5 separate regions of the Mus musculus genome follow, and regions 1, 2, 3 and 4 are each linked to region 5. The links are chromatin contacts, called in public Hi-C, HiChIP or PLAC-seq and promoter capture Hi-C maps. All regions are on one chromosome and are shown on one strand. The core of a region is the stretch at or near the end of the contact, and the rest is flanking DNA. Distances in the headings are between cores, read along the strand shown.

Evidence for each region. Promoter capture Hi-C pulls out the DNA fragments that hold promoters and counts their contacts. Hi-C and Micro-C count contacts between places; a contact is called where the count stands out from the background. HiChIP or PLAC-seq counts read pairs in DNA pulled down with a chosen protein or histone mark.
Region 1: a contact with region 5 is called in a Hi-C map of the MNK3 cell line, with 3 times the contacts expected there. The contact joins the enhancer-like site here to the promoter of Ahr in region 5. A contact is called at or near these places in 3 of 39 promoter capture datasets (the 3T3-L1 cell line, hippocampal neurons and pre-B cells), 1 of 15 datasets of contacts at CTCF or cohesin (the NIH/3T3 cell line), 3 of 484 Hi-C or Micro-C datasets (the MNK3 cell line, Sertoli cells and cerebral cortex), 3 of 115 datasets of contacts at active chromatin or transcription factors (embryonic stem cells and memory CD8 T cells) and 3 of 9 other capture datasets (adipose tissue, liver and macrophages).
Region 2: an H3K4me3 HiChIP or PLAC-seq map of the 230-238 cell line shows a contact between it and region 5, with 2.9 times the contacts expected there. The contact joins the enhancer-like site here to the promoter of Ahr in region 5. A contact is called at or near these places in 3 of 39 promoter capture datasets (the 3T3-L1 cell line, embryonic stem cells and macrophages), 1 of 484 Hi-C or Micro-C datasets (olfactory sensory neurons), 1 of 115 datasets of contacts at active chromatin or transcription factors (the 230-238 cell line) and 1 of 9 other capture datasets (adipose tissue).
Region 3: a contact with region 5 is called in a Hi-C map of B cells, with 4 times the contacts expected there. The contact joins the enhancer-like site here to the promoter of Ahr in region 5. A contact is called at or near these places in 8 of 39 promoter capture datasets (the 3T3-L1 cell line, the HPC-7 cell line, embryonic stem cells and 3 more), 2 of 15 datasets of contacts at CTCF or cohesin (large pre-B cells and pro-B cells), 8 of 484 Hi-C or Micro-C datasets (B cells, double positive thymocytes, macrophages and 2 more), 5 of 115 datasets of contacts at active chromatin or transcription factors (the 230-238 cell line, bone marrow-derived macrophages, effector CD8 T cells and 2 more) and 4 of 9 other capture datasets (adipose tissue, liver, macrophages and 1 more).
Region 4: a promoter capture Hi-C map of liver shows a contact between it and region 5, with 5 times the contacts expected there. The contact joins the enhancer-like site here to the promoter of Ahr in region 5. A contact is called at or near these places in 6 of 39 promoter capture datasets (the 3T3-L1 cell line, hippocampal neurons, liver and 2 more), 2 of 15 datasets of contacts at CTCF or cohesin (the NIH/3T3 cell line and pro-B cells), 28 of 484 Hi-C or Micro-C datasets (the 3T3-L1 cell line, 3T3-L1-derived adipocytes, the 63-12 cell line and 20 more), 7 of 115 datasets of contacts at active chromatin or transcription factors (the 230-238 cell line, bone marrow-derived dendritic cells, a colorectal cancer cell line and 4 more) and 4 of 9 other capture datasets (adipose tissue, bone marrow-derived macrophages, liver and 1 more).

What each region holds. Positions count from the first base shown.
Region 1 is chr12:35,769,497-35,772,196 of GRCm38.p6, reverse strand. No RefSeq gene overlaps it. Among named protein-coding and RNA genes, the nearest start is that of Gm40388, 24 kb to the right of the region's middle. Within about 2 kb of position 1,371, at least 41 of the 459 cell types and tissues checked have an H3K27ac peak or open chromatin away from gene starts, as enhancers often do. A contact at or near this core is called in the MNK3 cell line, Sertoli cells and adipose tissue, where this site is marked.
Region 2 is chr12:35,337,050-35,339,749 of GRCm38.p6, reverse strand. No RefSeq gene overlaps it. Among named protein-coding and RNA genes, the nearest start is that of Gm26071, 100 kb to the left of the region's middle. Within about 2 kb of position 1,314, at least 32 of the 459 cell types and tissues checked have an H3K27ac peak or open chromatin away from gene starts, as enhancers often do. A contact at or near this core is called in the 230-238 cell line, where this site is marked.
Region 3 is chr12:35,710,655-35,713,354 of GRCm38.p6, reverse strand. No RefSeq gene overlaps it. Among named protein-coding and RNA genes, the nearest start is that of 9130015A21Rik, 17 kb to the right of the region's middle. Within about 2 kb of position 1,359, at least 78 of the 459 cell types and tissues checked have an H3K27ac peak or open chromatin away from gene starts, as enhancers often do. A contact at or near this core is called in the 230-238 cell line, B cells, bone marrow-derived macrophages and 2 more, where this site is marked.
Region 4 is chr12:35,293,350-35,296,049 of GRCm38.p6, reverse strand. No RefSeq gene overlaps it. Among named protein-coding and RNA genes, the nearest start is that of Mir680-3, 100 kb to the right of the region's middle. Within about 2 kb of position 1,304, at least 87 of the 459 cell types and tissues checked have an H3K27ac peak or open chromatin away from gene starts, as enhancers often do. A contact at or near this core is called in the 230-238 cell line, the 63-12 cell line, the C3H10T1/2 cell line and 12 more, where this site is marked.
Region 5 is chr12:35,533,705-35,536,404 of GRCm38.p6, reverse strand. It overlaps Ahr (aryl-hydrocarbon receptor), which reads left to right and starts at 1,416. Exons shown (of 11, transcript NM_013464.4): 1 at 1,416-1,843. The coding sequence starts at 1,782.

The DNA of each region.
Region 1 (2,700 bases), core at 122-2,621, 240 kb before region 5:
GTTGGATTTAAGAAACAGAGTTAGAGACTCTCAGGCTCTGGCAGGGGTGCTGAGGGAGGAGTGGATGGGTGGGTGGGGGAATCACCCTCTTAGAAGGAAGGGGTATAGGGATGGGATAGGGGGCTTAAGGGGAATAACATTTGAAATGTAAATAAACAAAATGACCAATATTTTTTTTTAAAAATCATAAAGTGATAAACATAAAAGTGTATTAGAAGGCTGAGATCTTAAAAAAGAAAAAGAAAAGAAACTGAGGTAGTGTGCAGATTAAGTCAATTTTCTTCTGCCAAAACTTTTGTAAATCTCATTTTTTTTTGCCAATTTGCTATATATAAGCATTAAATTTACCCACTATGGCTCTTTCTCATTTCATTGAGCCACTTTTTTATGTGAAGAATTGCTTTGTCACATGAGTAAGACATTTCCTGGGCGAGATTTCAGCATAAGCAAAATATCTTCATTGTACAATCTCCTCTTTTATAGCATGGAAAGAATTTAGTATATTAATGTCTAAACAATATTGATATTGAAATTAAATAAAAATCTAAGGAAAAATTAATGGAATGAATGATAACATGAAGGCAGATTTTTCTCCCAACACCAGGAGAGTCATTTGTAGTGTTGGGTTCTTAGTTGTTGGTACATTGACATATTGTGCAAGGGTAAAGACGAAGACATCGCTGAAGCAGAGACAGAAGTGTTACAGACTAATTGCCCTCCTTGAAATAGCCACTGGATCTCCACTGACTATTTATGGAAACAGAGTATGGCCTTGACCTAGATTTTTAAGATACTCCATAGTGTAGCATGTTTCTATTTTAGTTGTGATCAGTTAATTTAAAGCAATTATGAGCTTCTAAGTCACACTGCCTTGTGCCTTCTGAGAGTCATTTCTTTTTTTTCACAGTCTTCTTTCTTCCTGTTTATGAACCCATCCCTTTTGCAAAACAGCAATATGCTTAAAATCTACATTTAGTGCCAGTGGAGTTAACCGTGTCTGGCAAAAATAAAAAAAAAATGAGTGATGTTTTAGAAACTGATGTTTTGTGGTTTAGGCTGTCTTTAATATCTCACTGGAAGTTAATTAAAATGTGCTCTATTTTTTATAAAGTATATTTTATCAGTTTTCACTTTAGTCCCTTAGTGACAGATGCCAAAGAATTCCTCAGTGCATGGTCTTAATTGAAAACCTGGATGGGCACTGAGACATTCCAAACATTAAAGTGAACTGAAAAGGTTTAGAGATCTAAATATCTTTCTTGATTTGGAAGAAATCTGAGGAATTTCAAGGTTTTCAACCTTAAAGGCATAAACAACTGAGCTGGCAACGCCTGACTTATTTCCCTGCATTCTTGTGGAGCTCAGAGGGTGTGGCCTAGGCTAGGGTGCCAGTCAGCAGTATCTTGGGGTTATAAATACATGATCCCAGGATGTCCTCATTCTAAAAACATGCATATTGATAAATATTCTGATTCCTTCGGGGAATTGCAGCTTGCTTTGATCATAAGGCTCAGTTCTGCACTGTTCTTCCTGGTTAGCCAAATGCTTCTGCCCTGCAGACATAAGGCAAGGTGATGTTATCAGTGAGTGGGTGTGGATCCTCAGGCTTTCTCGATGTGCACTTTGGTGTCTGTTTTGATGTGGCCGCAGACCGTATTGGCAGTTGTCATTTGAACACCAAGGTTAGTCTGGGCTTTGTCAAAACAGAGTTGCCTTGGTATTATAGTAATCTCCATACAGATGAGACCCTAAAGTACAGCCAAGCTTCTGCAAACAGCTTTCTTTCTCCTTGCTTTCTCTCCTGTAGTAGTTGGTACATCTTGAGTGAGACGTATGCATCATAGAATAATAAGACTGGAAATACTCTGGGGCTTTGAGTGGGAGGGAATTAGAAATCACCAGTTTATCTCCCACCCACACAGTTAGTGCTCTGCCAGATCACGAAGGAAAAATCAGATCTCTTTAATAATTATTTTATTTGTTTACATTTCAAATGTTGTCCCCCTTCCTGGTCTCCCCTCCACGAATCTCCCACCTCATGCCCTCCCCTTTGCCTCTAAAAGGGTGCTTCCACACACACCCATCTACTCATGCCTCACCCCTCTAGCGCCCCCCTTCTCTGGGGCGTCAAGCTTCCACAGGACTAAGCACCTCCCCGCCCCCTCCCCATTGATGCCAGAAAAGGCAGTCCTCTACTACGTATGTTAGCAGGAATCATGAACCAACTCATGTATACTCTTTGGTTCATGGTTTAGTCCCTGGGAGCCCTGAGGGAACCGGGGGCGGGGTTGATTTTGTTGTTCTTTCTATGGGGTTGCAATCCCCTCCAGCTCCTTCAGTCCTTCCTGTAACTCTTCCACTGGGATTCCCAGGCTCAGTCCAATGGCTGGCTGTGCATATCTGCATCTGTCTTAGTCATACGCTGGCAGAGCCTCTCAGAGGACACCTGTCTGCAAGCACATCATGGCATCAGCAATATTGTTGGGGTTTGTTGTCTGGGGATGGTGGGGCAGTCTGTAGATGTCCTTTCCTTCAGTCTCTGCTCCATTTTTGTCTCTGAATTTCCTTTAGACAGGAACAATACTGGGTTAAAAATTTTGAGATGGGTAGATGGCCCCATAATTCAACTGGGTGCTATGTTTATCTACTGGACGTGGTCTCTTCAGGTTGTATCTCTCTACTGTTGGGCATTTTGGCTAA
Region 2 (2,700 bases), core at 65-2,564, 200 kb after region 5:
CTGCTACACTATCATTACCAGATCCTCACAGGACACTCTTGGATATCCTGTTGCTGCCCTGTGACATGTTGGTCTTGCAGCTTTCGATCTACAGAACCAGTCCCTTTACGAGTTCCAACAGCCCATGGGTGGTGTAGATGCTGGAGTAGGCCAGCTCAAAGCCCTGCATCTGGACCTGGGTGGTAGCTGAGTTTGTCATCCTCCCAGCTATCCTCACCCATGAACTAGGGTCAGCTTTCCCTTGCTGCCCAGCTGACCAGCCAGCTCTCCTTACTATCATGTCTGGTGAGGGGGCAGGACCAGCTCAGCATAGTTGTCAGATATCAATATAGCCAACCCAGCCCGGGATGTCTCCATGGCTTGTGGTGGTAACATGGGCTGTGGACATCAACATAGACATCTGCTGTAATAGGGCCATAGACTCAGACATAGCCCTTGGCGACAGCATGGAAGAGCTATCACCAATGGCCTCAGGTGGCAGCATAAGCCTATCACATCAGCCTGTTCCTCTGTGGTGTGTTGCTGTAGTGTCTCCAGGTCCTCCTCTCTTCACAGTGCATGAAGCATCCCACTTCTCTTTCTCTCTCATCTCTCCACCACCTTCTTGCTCATCTTAGTTGGCCTTTCCTTTCTTACTTTTTTCTAATCTTCAATTTTCCCTTCCCCTCTACAGCTTTGCTTTTCCCTCTGATTCCCTGTTCATTTATTTAGCCCTTTTACTCCTCTTTCCTGGCTCCTTCATTTTGTGCACTTACTACTTCTACAGTTACCTTAAATAGTGTTTAACTTCTGAGCCTCCTCTAGAGTAGTTTTCTGCATTCTGTTTCCACAGTAGTTAGTGATACACTGATTGTTAGGCCCTATTTGGCCTTCGTTTGGGCCTTGAGGACAAACCCAAGCCTGGCTTCATTTTTGAGAATGACTCAGCACAACCTACCAACCTGAATTTTGAGATTGCCTCTGCCTAGCTACTGCTGATGTATCATTCTCTTATAGGTCCTGTGAGATCACCCCACACCCTTCGTCATCTCACTCCACCCCATATGTCATCTCAGCCCATACTTCTATCACCACCTCCTTGACCTGCCACATTCAAGCGAGTTCCTGCTTTGACAAGACTCCCAGCCTGGGTATGTTTGTTTTGAACCATGGACACTCACCATCCTGCTCAGACCTGGAGAAACTTGGCTGGACCAGGGTTCTCTCCTCTTGCCTGGACCTGCCAGCAGAGAGCTGACAACTGATGCACTATAGTTCATTCTAGTTGTGTTTCTTTATCATGCATAGGCTGTTGCTTTCTACACAGCATCAGCTTATCTCTTCCTTATTTAGTGGTCATGGATATGGAAACGTCATAACTAAGTCACTCAATAACCATCCCCTTTCTGAGAAAAGGGGAAACAACCAAACCACAAATCTCAAGAGCCATGCAAGAAAGATGAAGAATGCAGCATCATGACTCTCTGAAAGGACTGAATCCAAAGATAATGAAATAGGTAGGGATCCATACAAAAATTCCTAAAGTTTTATATAAATAATCAATTATATAAATGAGGATTTTCAAAGGAGATGGATCCAATCTAGGATGCTGAGTGAGAAGCCAGACACACACAGGAAAGAGTCAGCAAAACAGATGAGGAAATTAACAATATTGGGTTCAGAAGTCATCAACTGATTCAGCAAGAATATTAAGACTTGAAAAGTAAAGGAAATCCAATAGAAATGGTATAATGAGAATACCCAATGTATCCCCTATAAAGCACAGTGGAAGAGATGGAGAGAAGACTCAGCAAAGATTTAGATGACCTGCTGCTCCTCTAGAAGACCCAAGTTCCATTACTCACATCAGGTACTTCACTCCATGGGGTTCAATACTCTCTGTGGGCACCTGCACACACATGGTACACTTACAAAGGAAAAATTCTTTGCAGGCCTTGAAAGTACAAGCCTCAACTTCATATAGATAAACAAAAAACCAAGGATTTCTAAACAATCCTGAACAATGAAAGAACTGCTGAAGATATCACCACCATCCTTGATTTCAAGTTGTATTACAAAGCTATAGTAATAACGCCCACATGGTATTGGCATAAAAACATGTACATTAATCAATGTAATCAAACTGAAAATCCAGACATATATCCACACACATATGGATACCTGAATTTATATAAAGAAGCCAGAAATACACAATGGAAAAAAAAGCATCCTTCACAAAAGATGTTGGTCAAACTAAAGTCTGTATATAGAAGAATGCAAATGGATTCATATTTATCACCTGCACATAACTCAAGTTCAAGTGGATCAAAGACCTCAACATAAAACCAGACTCATTGAACCTGATAGAAGAGAAAGTGGGGAACAGTCTTGAAATCACTGGCACAGGAGATGACTTTCTGAACAGAATACCAATAGTGCAGGCAAGCCTTTGACCTACAGTCCATCCTGCCTACAAGATGTGCTGGAGCAAGTTGGTGGGCAAGAGCTTGTGAGAGTGAGCAAACAATGACTAATGTAGCTTAAGACCCAATCCACAAGACTATAGGAGTCAGGGAATGGAGGACATCAGACCACAGACTATTGAATCAAATATGCAGAGCATATATGGCTCACAGAGACTGAAGTGGTAAGCACAGGGTCTGCAGGAGTCTGCACCAGGTCGTCTGCATATACGTTGTAAATGTTAGCTTGGTGCTTTTG
Region 3 (2,700 bases), core at 110-2,609, 180 kb before region 5:
GAATATGTTGAGGCCACTTTTGATTTCACAGTAGGATAATCACACTGAGCCTGAGCTACCCAATGCATTATGTACAATTGTGCACTGAAAACTGTTAGAATGACTTCCAGGTCACCAAGAGTGTCATCAGGACATGTATCACACTCTAGTAGCACTTAACTTAACTCTGCCACTTAAAATATTGTTAGGGGAAAGGAAAATATTGAACGGTGTCTATAAAAGACAAATCATTCTGATACAGTTATCTACTCACAAGATCTGTGGAAAATGAGGCACTCCAGAGACCTATTTGTTGCATCCTGATGCAGGGCTATAGGAGTGACACTACACTCCCAGCAGCCTGGACAGAGGCAGCACAGAGGCGTGCTGGCATGCACACAAGCGTTCAAGAATCTAGTTAAGATCTGTACCTGGTACAAGATGGGGCAGGTTATATTCACTGTGAAAGCATGTGATAATGGGTCATGGAAAATACAGTGTGGGTTACGAGAAGCCAGGGGAAGTTTCTTGATTTCCATTGAGAGTAGTTTCTAAACACTTGTCCTGTGTACACCCACACAGGTCCCACAGTCTCTAAAGGGATCATTTAGGTCAAGCAAAGGGAAACAGCATGCTTCTGCACTTAATCATTCCTTACAAATATTTGCTTTGTACTTACGTGTCCCAGGTACTGTTCCTGTGTCCTGCAGATCCAGGACTGAGAAGACGTTCCCACGTAGAGAATCGTGATTAAGTGCTTACACTTTCAGTGCAAAGCAGTTACTCTTTTGAGCATTCTTGTACTTAAACCATTTAACTTCCATGAAAATAACTTTAAGAGGTACCATAACCCCCCTTTTATAGGCAAGAAAACAGGCCCTAGAATAACTTGCTAGAGCAGAGGGAAGACCAAAAAGGGGTTCCTTAATTGGCTTGCCATCCTGACTTTGGATACCGGGAATAGAAAGGTGTATTTGAAAGGTGTTGAGGCATGGGACCCAGAGGCTGGAAAGCTATCAATCTCCTGATAATGCCAGAGGTGTTTTGCTTGGTGGCACTTACTTACAGGTTATCTAACTTCATCCTGTAACATGTTACAGATAAGTAAAACAGTGCAGTCTCATAACTAGGTAAGTGGGAGGAGCAGGGATGGTTGAACTCAAGGGACTCATACTACACTGTCACAGAAGAAGAAAACAAAACCAGAAAGAAACAGTTGGAAATTATTTTTCAAATCTGCCTCTAAGAGTCTTGGAGACATGCCTGTGCGTCAATTTTAAAAGTTAATATTGCACTTATATATCATGGCAGGCCTGTGTCAGGCTCAGAGACTCAGTGAGGAGAGGAAGTATTTCTACTGTTTTAAAAAACCCTCATGGTATGTTGAGCATGTGTTTCAGAGAAGTTTTTCACATCCCTTTTTATGTTTGAGAAAAGGAAAAAGGGCCCATGTGGCAACATCATTTGAATTTCACATCCTATTTCACAGAAGTTTTTAGTTCTCAAGAGTAAAAAAATGACTTTCTTGAGTAAACGTAAATTGACTGGTCATATGACATAGGCAAGTGCTTTTGTGTTTTCTATGCATCACCGGCACACAGACACAGGTGTCATCACGCAATGGCAATGATCAACGTGGTCTTCCCACTTTCAGTCACATAAGATCCGGTATCTTTCAGTTCCTGCTGACTACTCTGGAATCCCTACTCCCCAGAATGCCCACAGCATGCTAATATGTCAACTTCCTACCCAGAACCTGCTGGGTCCCTTGATGTCCACAGGAGTCATTCAACTTTCGCAACAACAGGAGGAGTGAAGTCTTCATGTACTAACATTGCCCGTGTGAAACACAAGTTTGAGGACCATCAGAAAAGCAGTGCTCCACTTTCTGTCGTGATACTTTGCACACATGTTCCAGATGATGGAACCTAGCAGACAACTTCCAGGGAGAGATGGCAGCTTCTCTCATCCCTCCAGGAGCCATGGAGTGATGGCTACTTCAGCTTTCCAAGCTGCTTTCTATTTCAAAGAGAACACTGTGGACGTCCCAGTACCTTTGCCAGCACGCTTCCAGCGGGTCTGTCCGGATGTGTCCCTAAACGTGTAATGCATCCTCAGACTCAAGCTGGGAGACAATAGAATTCAACTAGGAATCACAACGTGGCTGATTGCATTGACTTTACAATAATTCTACAAAGAAAGAACACTATTTCCATGAGCCTGTTGTGTGTAAAAGAGCCCAGCTAGTGTGTGTAAGTACATGGAAAGTACCTGCCTGACACAGACCAAGCAGTCAGGACTTCAGAACCCATGTTTAACTCTCTTTCCACTGTGTCACACTGTCTTCTTGGCAGACAAACAAAATCCAACAGTCTTTATTGACGTCCATTTTAAAACATTATCCAGGAGTCCTTGATTTTATATGTTATAGAGTTTTATTCCTGGAAAAACATGCTCCAGTAACCCAGAAATCTCAAATTAAGACAAACTGCTATTCATTTGCATTGTGAGGACTGGTTTCTGTTCTTTTCACTTCTGGAGAGTTAGTAGTCTCATGTGGTACAGGTGTGTAGAAAGGCGTTTATCTGGGTGACTATAACCACATCTGTAACCGCTAATTTTATGGGAGAGTTATTGAGTTATAAAAGCATCCATGTCTCAATAAAAAACAAAACAGCATTTTACTGTTTAGCATATGAAGAAAGTATCATACTTCTCTGT
Region 4 (2,700 bases), core at 55-2,554, 240 kb after region 5:
TGATCATGTGATTTTTTCTTTAAAAAAATATATATATAGGATTACATTGATGGATTTCTGTATATTGAACTAGCCTGTATCCCTCGGATGAAGCCTCCTTGATCATGGTAAGTGATCATTTTGATGTGTTCTGTGATTCAGTTTGTGAGAAATCTTTTGAGTATTATTTCATTGATGTTCATAACTGAAATTGTTCTGAAGTTCTCTTTCTTTGTTGGGTTTAGATATCAGAATAACAGTGGCTTCATAAAAATAATTAGTTAGTGTTCCTTCTGTTTCTATTTTGTGGAATAGTTTGAGGTGTATTGGTATTAGGTCTTCTTTGAAGGTCTGATAGACTTCTACACTAAAACCCTAAAATCATCTGGCCCTGGGTTTTTTGTTGTTTTGTTTTGTTTTGTTGTTTTTTTCAGCCTTTTAATGACTGCTTCTATTTTCTTAGAGGTTATAGGACTGTTTAGATAGTTATAAACATAAAAGAATAAAACTAAAGCTAAGAAGGATCAGTAAGAGTAATGGTTTATTTCATTATTATGTTAGCTGGCCATATGATAAAGCATTTAATATAGTGATGAACACAAAGGATGTCCCCCCACCATGTGCCAGGAGAGACAAAATCAAGCAATAAGCATTTCTGTATTACTTTCAACCTTCTAATTTTTCTTTTTTTTTCTTTTTGATTTTTTGATTTTGTTTTATTTTGGTTTGGTTTGGTATTTTTGGTTTTTTGAGACAGGGTTTCTTTGTCCTGGAACTCATTCTGTAGACCAGGCTGGCCTCAAACTCAGAAATCCTCCTGCCTCTGCCTCCCAAGTGCCGGGATTAAAGGCATGTGCCACCACTGCCCAGCCTAATTTTTCTTTATATTACTGGACAATGAGACTTTTTTTTTCTAACTAGGGACACTGCATGATACTTTCATGTTGTAGGGAGAGGGAAAGTCAGGCTAACTTGGGTATGCTATGTTCCCTTAGAGCAAATTAGAGCAAGGTCATGAGAGATAAACAGAGCCAAGCCTGGGAGCAGTTGTGCTTCACTGGGTTTTCTGTTCCTTAATTGGTTTGGAGTGCTGTGGTTCCTTTAAAATATGGGGGAGGTTATTCTACTGAGTGGTGAGTAACTCTGGCCATAGCTACAGGAACAAACAAAACAACAAAAAGCTTAGGGGAAAAAAAAACCCACAAGCACTCAGACTGAAAAAGTAACCAAGCCAAAAATGCCATTTGACTATTGCAAAATGATCGGGCACACACTGAAAGCCAAACATGCTTACAAGTTCAGCAAGCCCCAAATATGCCATGTCATTAGTGTCTTTCCTTCCAAGTATTCTGTCCACATACTCTGAGCTGTTTACCACAAAGAAAAGATGCATCACCTTGTTAAATCATTTCTAAAGCAGGAGGGGAGAAGGAAAAGAAAAAAAAGAAGGGGATAAGTGGGGTGAGGGGAGGGGCTGTGAGAGAGGACCAGGAAGAGGGCAGTGGTCTATGATTAGAGTATTAAAATGAATAAATTAATTAGTTAATGAAAAGGGAAAAGGTGGGAAAGGGAAGGAGTAAGGAAGGAAAAATTAGGAAAAAGGAAACAGGGGGTAGGGAAGGAGAAAGGGAACAAAGAGAATTACTGGAAAAAAATACAATAAAAAGTTTTCAAGTGACTTAATGTGAAATTTTCAAAAAACCTCCATGCTCCACCAGATAAATATTTCTGCATATTCTCAGAAATGGGTCACACTTCCCACATACTTAAAAACATCCTTTACAGTTAATCTATCAATAGCAACCCTACCAGACATTTTATCTTAAAATTTGTCTTGGGCCTGAAGACAGCGTGGTAGTAAAAACCTTGTACAGATCTCCATCAGCCAGGTGAAACAGCTTGGTGTGCTGAGACACTTGCCACCCTAGCCTAGGGAGGGGAAGCTGGAAAAGTCTCAAGATTCGCTGGCCAGCCAGACTAGCCAGTCTGTGAAGAGACCCTGCCTCAGACAATAAGGTAGAGAACAACTGAGCTTGACATTTTGATGCCAACCTCTGTCATCCACACATACACATGTAGGCACATACGTAGCATAGACATGTGTACAAACACACACATGTACACACACATACATATACAATTCTTTGTCCTTTCATTTTTATATGGCTTGTTCGGAAGGAACCAAGAAAGGAAACATAACAAAGCTATGTGAACACAAAGACTGTTTGTTGGACATTCTCCAAACCCAGCTGTAAACATCCACTCTTTGTTCGAATCCTTACAGCCACCTACCCAGTCACATGACAGCAGCATGACCAGCTTTGTCCACCAGAGCTCTTTGCATGGAAATGTACTAAATGTACTAAATGGACATACCAGCCACACTTCTTTCAATGACAAGAAACTGATCAAGTAGAAAATGTGGGAAAGTGGACATTCAGGCTAACTGTCTCCCTGTCTTTAATTGAAGCATTGTCTACTTCTCTGAATTAAACTGTCAGTTTAATTCAAGCTAGCTGAGCTGTTTATCATCCAGGAAAAAATCTAGTAGATGCTGAAGATATGCCAGATTACATTTCTACAGATCTTCTTTGTATGTTTAATCTTTTTTTTCTCCCTCCCTACTTCATGATACACACAGCTCTATGAATTGTGACTCTTATCAAGATGAGGTTTGGACTATCTTCTATCTTGCCTTTCATGTTGGTTACTTTTCGATAT
Region 5 (2,700 bases), core at 167-2,666:
TACCTGCAAATGCCATGATTTCAGTTTTATTCAGAGTCCCATAAAATGCCATTGTGTAGACGCACTACATTTTATTTATCCATCCATAGGTTGATGTGAATCTAGTCTGGGTCCACTTCTCACTTGTTTTGAATGAAGGGCTATCAGGTATGTGCGCAGGAGAATAGCAGGTCATCTTGTGGATCTGTTTTTAATTTGTTGAGAAACTCTATACAGAGTTCCACAGTGGCTGGACCAGTTTACAACCACCCACAGTGATGCGGGTTCTTCTTCCTCCACAGCCTGGGCACCATTTGTTGTTCTTAGTTTTCTCGCTATCCTTTTCCTTGCTGTTGTGTATCCTCTCTTCTGATCTCTTTCTCAAATCTATAAAACACATCAGACTTCATCTCTATCTCTTCATGTCCAGCATCACCTACCTGACTCCCAAAATTCACTTCTCTGCCTCTATTCTTTGGTGGTTAACAGCGACCTTCCCTCTTCCTTTATCATCTCTGCTGTCTCTTTTCTCTCATCCCCATGGCTGTGCCATTGGTCTTGCAGCTGGTCGATTTCATCAATTTCCCAGCGATTCTCTCTTCCATCTGTTTTGTTCCTGAGTAACAGAATTTCCACCTTTTCCCACAGTGACTTTCCCAAGAAAGATGGAACATCATCTTCCAAATTACGCCTTTAAAAGCTCTCTGTTGTCTGCAGAATGAGACCCAATTTCTTCATTAAATCTTTATGATTTGTTCCTAGATTATCTTTTTTTTTTTTTTTCTTTTTCCTCCCATCAGCTCTACCGTACTACTAACAGAAACTCAGGTCTCTGGTCATAGTCTCAGTACCTACCCTCCAATTTCTCATGCTCTCAGCACTCCTGTGCTTCTTTCCTTCTCATCTTCCTGAAGTCTGATGGAGGAAACGATGTTTTATTGTCTTCTGTAGACATAAAATAAATGTGGGAGGGAAAAGGATTATAAAACTCGTAGCCTTCAAGACAACTAACTTTGCAGGGCATTTTTGAAGTTTTCCCCTTAGAATGCTCTCCAGTCGCAGTTATTTATCTACCAGCTCAATGTAAAATCTTTGTCAAAAATTAGATGACTCAACTCTAGGATGAGCTAAGCTCTTTGCCTGGTAAATCTTGATGTCTGGGTTACAAGGAATTTGCCTAGGCATAATGTGGCCTCACACCCCTTTTGAGGCTGGAAAACAGGTACTGGGCGAACACCACCCCACCCCCAGAACCTCGGACTGCAAGAAGTGTTGGGAGTCACTACGTCCTGCGTCATCACGTGCTGCGAAGAGGGTGGGGCCCTCCTGGGAACCGTGAGGGGCGGGGCCGAGCAGGTGGGGCGGGGCTGGAGCCCGGGGCGGAGCTGCGCGGGGTCGCGGCTGCGGAGGAGCGGGCTCGCGGCGGGCGGCAGCGTGTGTGTGCGCTCCCTTTGACGCTCGGTGCCCCACGCGTGTCCCGGAGAGGCTCAGCCCGGAGCGACCCGGAGGACGAACTGGTGGACGGACTCGGGGGTGGCTGCCAGGCAGGGTTGTGAGCGACGCCGCGGCACAGCGCGGGAGCCGGGAAGCCCTAGAGCACTGCGGCCCCTCCTGACCCTCGGGACCGGGCGCGGCTAGCGTGCGGGTTTCTCCTCCGCGGCCAGCTCGGGCAGCCCGAGTCTCCTCTGTCGCCCGCACCTGCGCGTCGCGGTCGTCCCGCCCTCGGCGGCGGCTCACCTGGGCGCAGCGCGGGCAGGGCGCCGCCTCCGGGACGCAGGTGGAGCGGGCAGGGCGCGGGCACCATGAGCAGCGGCGCCAACATCACCTATGCCAGCCGCAAGCGGCGCAAGCCGGTGCAGAAAACGTGAGTGACGGCGGGCAGGCGCGCTCCGAGGGTGCGGGAGGTCCCCACGCGTGCCGCCATCCAGGAGCTGAGTCTCAACCAATGCGTTAAAAAAAAAAAAATCCTGCTTTCAGGCACCTGCACCTTTACTGCTCAGCGACCTTCCCTGGCTGGTTCGTTGACAGCTCTGACCTACCTAGTGCCGCTCTAGCTTAGTTAGTTAAGCTTGCCTGGAAATCCTCCACTCTAGATCTCCGCTGCCGTGAGCTTTAGGGGACACGGAGGATAAGTAGACAGCTCACTGAGGTGAGATGTTGGGCAGAGCTAAACACGTGTTGTCTTGAAGGAGGGGACCTGTGCCTTTGAAGGAATGTCTTTCTGTTCTTAGCGCCTAGCTTTCTGTTTTGCTCTCTCATTTACTTCCTAGGCAGCAGTTCTGCAGGGCTCGGTGTAGGCGCAGAATTGATAGCAGGTTGGAGTGTGCAGTGGACAGGTGCCCTGGCAGCTTGGTGGCATTCTTAGCCACTCTTTGGTGCAGTTTTCTTCCTCCTTTTGGAGTGCTTTTGGGTCTGTAAAATTTTAAATCATTAAGAAGAGGAAAAAGAACTAGACTGACTTCTAAGTTATTTCTACTCTCTACCTGTAGTTCATTTCCCCTTGCTTTTTTTTTTTTTTTTTTTTTTTTTTTTTTTTTTTTTTTGCCAATTCTGACAGAGATTACAGGCTTTGGTCTTTATTTCCATGGGCTATTTGTATGAGATGGGAGATTTTTTTTCCCCCCTCAGAAAAGAGATTCATGATTGAGACAGGGTTCCATTTAGGAGTTGTCTGTATTGATGCATTCATTCATAATTACCTTGGAGTTTCCACATCTCACC